Regions from separate parts of the Anser cygnoides genome. Here region 1 is linked to region 2. Evidence: chromatin contacts called from public Hi-C data. All regions are on one chromosome and are shown on one strand. Each heading gives the region's core, a stretch centred on a gene start, on an enhancer-like site or on the middle of the called end of the contact. The rest is flanking DNA. Distances are from core to core; before and after follow the strand shown.

What was found. A called contact is a pair of places that touch in the nucleus more often than the background predicts.
Region 1: a contact with region 2 is called in a Hi-C map of liver, with 2.1 times the contacts expected there. The contact joins the enhancer-like site here to the promoter of FAM210A in region 2. A contact is called at or near these places in 2 of 7 Hi-C or Micro-C datasets (both in liver).

The regions. Positions count from the first base shown.
Region 1 is chr2:107,488,111-107,492,103 of Taihu_goose_T2T_genome, reverse strand. All of the region lies in intron 1 of LDLRAD4 (low density lipoprotein receptor class A domain containing 4), which reads left to right. Among named protein-coding and RNA genes, the nearest start is that of LDLRAD4, 30 kb to the left of the region's middle. Within about 2 kb of position 2,628, at least 2 of the 3 cell types and tissues checked have open chromatin away from gene starts, as enhancers often do. A contact at or near this core is called in liver, where this site is marked.
Region 2 is chr2:107,239,319-107,243,508 of Taihu_goose_T2T_genome, reverse strand. It overlaps FAM210A (family with sequence similarity 210 member A), which reads right to left and starts at 1,371. Exons shown (of 5, transcript XM_048077108.2): 1 at 1,352-1,371. RNMT (RNA guanine-7 methyltransferase) reads left to right here and starts at 1,417. Exons shown (of 11, transcript XM_048077104.2): 1 at 1,417-1,549; 2 at 1,839-2,049; 3 at 3,725-3,857. The coding sequence starts at 1,888.

The sequences.
Region 1 (3,993 bases), core at 1,379-3,878, 250 kb before region 2:
CGGGGTGACATGAAGTGCAGGAGGGCAGCAGAGCATGGGCTCTTGGGTTGTAATGTCTTTTTTGACAAGTGTGGTTCCCCTGGGGCAGCAAAGCAAGTTCATCTGCATCTACCGACTGCTTCAAGGTGCGTGTTATGAGGAAGGAAGGAAGGACAAGGAGAAAAATGTGCCCTTCTTTGGAAATATGTGATGCTGTTTCGGTGCCGCTTGACTCAGGGATCATAAGTGCTTTAAAGATCTCGTTAATGATAATAAGCTAATATATTGAAAACTAACGGCCTTATATCTCCATTGAATGGAAGGGTTGTTGTACTTGATTTCTTTAGTGCAGTTGTAAGCTCGCTTGGGTAATGACCTTTCTTATGTGGTTTGTAAAGCGCTGTGTTTACTGATGGTATTCTGCAAATTGCCGTAAAAATACGGGGGGTAATGTAGTGCCACTTACCTCATCTAATCTTTTTCTCTTCCCAGCGTAATAAAATGATACAATTATAATTGAAGAAGATACTAGGCTAATGTAGTCTAATGCTGTTGTTTTCAAGGAATTAGAAGCCATTTATCAGATATTTAGAGTAAAATGCCTCTTTTAATTCTTTGAAAATCGAGATGACAAAGTTTGGTTTGAAAAAATCTGCTTTTATGTACCTATTAACTTAATTTTGAGGATGTTTAAACACATATAGTTGGTATGTCCAAAGAAAGTGGTAAAATTTTAGGCACATGTTCTTTAAAAGCTGTGTCATAGTTGAGTTTGCTTCAGATATTTCTAAACATAGGAACCAAAATTTGGTTGATTCCAATTAAATAAATAGAAAATACATATTTTTTAACTTGATCCAGGTTCAGTCATGTATTAAAAGATGCTTGAGTATACATGGCAGAAAGGAAAGGAGAGATTTTTCCTGTTTTGAAATTTGGATGTTAGTTTTTGCGGTGTTTTCTGCAATATTCAGTGTTTTTATGGCTTCAAATTGTAGACTCAGTTGATTAGATGATAAATTTAGTTTTCATTGGAAGGAGGGGAGGCTGTGTTCAGCTTTGCTGATCCAGAGAAAAGCTGGAAAATGCTTCAGAGGAGCCCCGATTCACTTTATTCTTTGAGTGCCTTGATTTTGAGGACTGCAACCTGTGCCTTTTAAAAGATGGAGTTTGCGATGCACAGAGTAGCACATATCGAACAGGGAGCAATATTGAATGTCGGCTGCCGTTCTGTAGTAATGAATCCGCTTATGAATGGCTGTGGCAAGTTTAAAGGTTATTATCTCATGTTTGTTTACTTTGTAAAGATAAGATTTCAGAGAAAATCGAAGGGCACTGTCTGGAATTCTCAGTCACTGCAGTTCCATGGAGAATATTGATCAGTTCCTAGAGGTTGCAGGGGACTCATTATCTCCCTGCTCGTTGTAGGCTGCTGATGAAATCTCCAATATTTAAGCTTTGTGATTCTTTTATTGTTGTTTTGGCAGTTTGTCAAAATTAAATGGCTTAACCAAATCAATATGCTGTCTTGCTCGTTAACATCTGCATTTCACATGTCCAGATTTTTGTTGTTGTTTTGAACATATTCAGAGTGGATTGAGCCACAATGATGACAGAAGGAGCCTTGGCCTCCAAAACTCTTAGTCTCTAAGGAAATTTTCTGGAAAATAAACTCTTCACTCAGTTCTGCTGTCACAGTCTCCACCAAAATCAGTGATAATTGCACACGTGCCCGTGGGTAAGAATCTGCTGCTAAGGGATAGACACAGCACTGAACTTTACTTCATGAAATTCACTTAATTTAGAACAATAATTAGTGATATTCAGCAATGTTTAGCGGTGAGACAAATAACTGCATAGTTAAGAATAAATGAATAACTTCCTTTTTGTTGTGATGGCCTCTGTTTCCATTGGGTGACTATGTTCTTCTCACTGACTAAAGTTGTGGTGGTATGTGGCTTTAGATACATGTTTATCATTAACTAAAATAACACAGCTGTTAAGAAAAGGTTTATTGCCATGCCTGTTCTGCACGCTAAGCACATTCTGCGTGCATGTCAAACAAAATGCCAATTTAATAGGCTCCCTCCGAGCTTCCAAAGGAGTGATGATGAAAGTTTGGCAAGTTCACTTGTGCAGCTCTGTATAAAATCTGCAAGGCCATTATCTACCAGACACTTGCAATATGCATAATGCCAATGGTGTTTTTACATTCTTAGGAGTCTAATAAGCTACACGCGTCAAAACTGTAAAGTTGAATTATCTTAAGTGTGTGTAAATATGGCAATACAGATCTTTTCTCTTATTCATGTGGAACTGTTCCTGATCATAATAATTAAAAAATAAACAACATCAGAAATATTTAAATACAGCACAAGTATTTTAACATTTCACTGCTGTAGAGTGGGGTGGGAAAGGGAGGAGGGTTTGGAAATTCCTCCTGTGAGCGGCTGGGGCTCGGAGCCGCAGGACTCAGAGGCTTGCTGCCCGTGGCAGCTCGGCTGTGTGCTGTAGGTGTCTACTTTCGGTTTGAATCCAGTGACTTCTGGAACTAGCAAAATCTAACGTGGATTTAGTCATCAGTTGTTCTATTTCTTTAAAAAAAAAAAAAATATTAAAATTAAGACTCATTAATTTGATCTATTTGTTTTGATCAGAAATGTAAAGGAAAGCAAATAAAAGGCTTGTTGCAGACGCATCTGTCTACATCCTTACCTGACACCTCAGTAATACACTTAGCAGGTTGGCAAGTTCAGGCTGTCAGAGAGAGCATGCAGTGGTGAAAAGCTGTGTTTGTCCCAGAGTAGTTGGGGCACTGTGCAAATGGCCAGGATAGTGCTCTAACCTTGTTTCTGCTGTCCCTTTACTTCTAGCTTCATTCAGCTCTCCGGTCTCTGCAGCCACAGTTGCACAGGAGCTCTGTAGCCTTCCACAAAACAAAACTTTCCTTCTTCCAGGCAACGTCTAAAGTACTTAATAATACACTTTGTAATTTCCCTTTTTACCTCACATCAGATGACAGCTTGAAGAGCTAGGGCTGAGGGAAAGGCAAATTCAGGCTAACATTTTTCACAGAATCTATTTTGGGCATCAGCTTTGGGTGCCAGGCTTCAGAGAGCAGCTTTGGCTTAAAGAGAAATCGTGCGCTCTGACCTCGCGCTCACTCAGGTTTGAACTGCGGGACTCAGCACCCCTGTCAGGCTTAAAATGTTTCAGACAGAGTGACTCTTTTTGATAAACTGGATTTACGTGATTTGCCAGAGGTCAGATGAACCCACCCGGATCCAGAAAAGGAAAAGAGTTGTCCGAATGCCCAGTTTTATGCTTTGCTTTCAAGACTGACTTCTCCAGCCTCTTGGAAAATCTTGTCTTTAATGACAAGCCAGGAAGTCTTTTCAGCAGACCTGAACTAAACATTTATACCTTCACACCTCCCTTTAATGCCTTTCTGATTAATAGTAACTTTAAATCATGTTTTCCAAAGTTGAGTTTTGCTGCCTTCTGTTTTCGCCTTATCCAGGTTAATATTTGAAAGATAAAAAGTGAATTATGGAGTGTGTTTTCTAGCCACAGTGTCATATTTATGCTGATGTATCTCAAGTGTAAGCAGTTAATTTTTTCTGTCATAAGTGAGGAATAACTCGATCAGGATTACTGGGTGCACAGGATAGCTCATGCACTTCCACGTTGATCTCTGATCAGATAACGGGCCAGCAAAGTTGCAATTCCAGCAAAAAAAGAGCTGTGTTACTCTCAAAGGGAAAAGTGGCCTACTGATGTTTCAAATGTAAGTCTTCCACACATACAAACCCGCTTTTCTCTGCATATAATGCTGCTTCTGCTAGCAATTAGGAATTAGCTGCCTCCTGACCCTCCTGGAGATTAATGATCTTGGTCTACCTGGGCACAGCAGCCAAGTGATGCAAAACTTCTCCCTTTCCCCAGTTCTGATCTCTCATCCCTGCCCTCAATGTTACCAGCATTTCTGTGCTTATTGTCAAGTTTTTTTTTTAC
Region 2 (4,190 bases), core at 122-2,621:
GGCTTGTCTGGAGATCACCTACAACAGCAGAATTACATGGATCCTTCTAAATACAAAAATCAGATAAAATCTTTTCTTATCAGCTGCTACAGTCTGTGAAGTAGACGTGTAGAAAGTCACGCTAAACAAATCTTTTTTATCTTACATTCCTTACATGCTCAGAGTCTGAATTTGCCTACTCGTTTTTGCCATGTGCAGGCCATCTGATATCCACCTACCCAAACCATCCAATGATTTTTTTTCTCCCTGATGGCAACGCTTCTCAAGCAGCGAGTGCAATTCCACAACGCTGCCGCAGAGGCCACTCACACCCCTTTTACCTCAAGCAGCCTTTGAACAGTAAAAGGAGATAAACACCTGCTGTCAGCACCACAGGAGATGGATGGTGGGGACACATTATCCTCTGTGCATACATTTCCCACACAGAAGCAGCTGCAAGTCAAATAACCTAGTGCACAGGCGGCAACTCAGATTCCAAATTTGGAACTTGCTCCCCATCTCTCCCTCAAGCAGCATAACTTTGGCAAATCGTTAAGTTTATACTTGTAACAGTAGAAGCCTCTTGGGGTTTAGATAAGCTGAGGAGCAGTAAGTTGCAGTCTGCTTAAGAATTAGGTTTGGTGCAGGCTTCTGGGGCACTTTGTGTGCTGCTGTCCAAACTCGTGCTTCCTCCCTTGGGCCAGCTTGCAGAAAGTATTTTGGAAGTGGACATAAATGAGGTGAAACGTGTAGGCTGCATTATCTGACACACATCTATACTTGATTTGAAATTAAAAGCAGTCTCTCCTGATGTAACAGCGTTGTCAGAGTCCTCTGACTTGGACAGCTCTCATGGTTAATTACCAGAAGCAGATTACCAACAAGAACCAGAACTCCAAGCAGGGTTACCAAAACCGTCCTGCCTTGTTCAGCTAGCCAGTGCCTCCTGGGGATCCCGAGGCCCCCACAGCAAGCCCCCAAAAAAACGCGTAAGGAGAAAAGGCTGAAGCCTCGAGATCGTAAACACGGCTCTGCCCGCGAGCAGCTACCCGGAGGGCGGCAGGGGGCCCCACGATGGCACCCGCGGGACGTGCCGCTTCCCCCCGCCCCCAGCGGCCGGGCCCTACCTCCCTCCCTGCCCGTACCCCGCGAGGCGCCCGCACCCGGGGGCAGCCCACCCGCCCCGGCCGCACCGAGCGGGTACCTCACGGCCGAGCCGCCGCCGCTCTTCCTCCACCTCAGGCCCGGCCCCGTCGCCGCTCCGGGCGGCGGCTGACCAACGGCCACCAACGGCCCCAGCCGCACGCGCCGTTCCCCGCCCCCCCCCGCGCGCGTCAGGGCAACGTGCAGCACCGCCCGTCCCCACCATCACCTTGAGGGCAGGCGGCGGGGCCACTGCGCAGGCGCGGCGGCCCCCCTCCGCGCGAAGCCTGCTGGGAGTCGTAGTCCTGTTCCCCTCCCACGCAGCACGCATGCGCAGTGCCGCTGGAAAGCCCTCCCCGTTCCCCGGACGTGACGCCACGGCGGAGGGGGCCTCTTCCGCAAACGGGATGGCGGAGCGCCCGGCGGGGTGAGCGCCGCGCCGCCTCCCCCCTCCTCGCCCGCGGCAGCACGGCGGCGGGCGGGGGGGGGAGCGGGGCAACGGCACAGGCAGGCGGCGGGGGGGGGGGCGGGGGAGAGCCAGGGGAGGCGGCGGGCAGCTGGGGGGCGGGGCCACGACGGAGCGGGCGGGGCCTCTGGGCTTGGGGGCGGGGGGGGCCTCGCCGTGGCGCCGTTGGTGCCGTTGCCCCCGGGCGCTGCCCCGTAAAATGGCGGCCGCCGCGCGCCAACGGCTGCGGGGGGTCTCTCGTTCCCCGCAGCTCCCTGGCGTGAGCGGCCGGCCGTGAGGGCTCTACCCCCGCGTGAGGGATGGCCGACCCCGCCGCGGCGGAGGGAAAGGACGGGGAGCAGCCCCGTGGCGATGCGGAGGGCGGCAGCTCCGGCACAGCGCGCCCCGCCGGCAGCGAGCAGCAGGAGGGCGGAACGAAAAGGAAGCTGGAGGAGCAGGAGGGGGAGCCTCCGAAGAAATCAGTGAGTACCGTAAGAGCAGCAGAAAATATTCCTCCTTTTACCTGGGAGGGTGACAAGGCAAAGTGATGTTTTATAAGACACTGCCCCTTATCATATATGCGCTTATAGAAACTGATGCTGTAGTTCTGATCCAGTCTACTTTTGACCTTTTGCAATACTTATGTATAATTTGAAAATGTTTTTGACCTAATGCTTTGTTTCTGTGTTCGTATCTGAATGGTAATCTAAGCAGTCTGGAAAAATTAATACCCTTTGTCGTGGCAGAAACACTACTAACCCTTTTGTCCTTTTGCTAAAGTAATTTTGGGATCAGGCTTAGAAGGGCAAGGAATATGCTGTTATTGCATAGCCTAAGGGTATGAAGAGGTTAGACTCTTTCAGATTAGACTGAAAGCAGCTGCCAGCAATCTAGATGCTACTGCTGATGGCTGTTACTAACAGTGGTTGCAGCAGCTGGGGTGCCTTAATGGATTGTGTGAATGTGTTTCCCTCACTTGTCAAAGTCAGCCTTTCTAGTTTAAGTCACCTTCAGTGGCTGTCAGGGGACCATCTGTGCTTACCGTGAAAAAGACTAGAAAGGGTCAAAATATTTGTTAGTCTCAGTGAGCTGAGTGCGGTAATAAAGAGGTGATGGGGTTATAAGTATTCCAGACAAGTAAGGCTGTGTACGTGCTCAAGGTTACCAAAATTATATGAAACGTTGAAGAACAAATGTACCATATTAAAGTCAGTCAGACCTTTTCTCCTGAGCGACTGGTATTTCAATGATAAGGTGTTTGGGCATTGACTTTTTTTAGTGGATTACTATTGGGATTGCTTTTAATTGCAATGTAAATTCACAGTGGCTGGAATTTTGTGGCATGTTTGTGGGTTCTGACTGAGAATTCTTCAGTCTCGTTTGTACTGTTAGACAGTTTTGTCTTGCAGAATTTGTGTTCTGTTACTTTGTATTTTATTTATAATTTTTTTTACATGTTATGTATATAAATGGAGATTGTTTTCAAGGTTAAGAAATGTTAGGAGCATAATATCTAGTTACAGAGTACTTTTCAGTATCGTATCGGGCTTCCTATTTTGGACTAATTATATTTAAGGCTAAAACAGGCATTTCTATGGACTGCTGACAAATATGAAATGGGATACTGTCATCAAGTCATTATTCTCTTTCCCTTACCCTGGTTTGTTCAAAGCTCTGGTAGTTACCACTGACAGCTTTGCGCAAAATCAGCTAGTCAGCATTTTGGTTAAATTGGCAGTTCATACACTTCTGTTAACAGCAAACACTGAATTTCTGAACCAGGATTTTCTAAGAACCTTAAACGTGAAATAATGCTCAGAGAGAAGGAACATCTTCCTTTTCAGCCCCTGATTTAAAGGGGATGAAACTGATTCTTTGAGAAAATGTAAGCAAAGATGCTGGATGTCATCCATCAGAAGTTATGTGGGCCAACTGAAAACGGAATTAAATTTTTGAGGCAGTTGACTCTCCAGTGATAGAAGTACTGATGTCAGTTTCAGGCCAGATATATATACAAAAACATTTCCCCATAATGATCGTGACCAGTGTAGCTTGTTTCCTTTCTTAAATCTCTTAAGTGGATACGTCTCTTGATTAAATGAGAAAATAATACAAAGAATTTGCTGCTTTAGACTATTCCTTCCCTCGTTTCTACAGAGTGAGACAGGCCATGGGCAAGCTGTAGCTGCACATTATAATGAGCTTCAAGAGGTTGGATTGGAAAAACGCAGCCAGAGTCGCATATTCTACCTCAGAAACTTTAATAATTGGACAAAGAGCGTCCTCATTGGTGAGTTTCCTTAATTGATTGCTTTGCCTTTAATAAAATGTAACTTTTTTGTTTCAAAATGTGCTTTTTCTGCTCTGATGTTTATTATTGAACTTTGTCTGTTAATACAGTAAGATTTTCTAGTAGTAAAATTTTCTAGATTTTCTAGTAGTAAAATGTCTATTTTTATCTATATTTTTATTTTGAATCCTTACGGTAGCATTTTATATTGTTGGAGTGGGAAATAAATGCTGAAGTTTTAAGGGTCAGTTGACCTGAAAACTAGAAAAAGTTCGTACTGGTAATCGTTCTTCTTCATGCCATTTTAAAAGAGAAAGGGACAACTTTGAATCA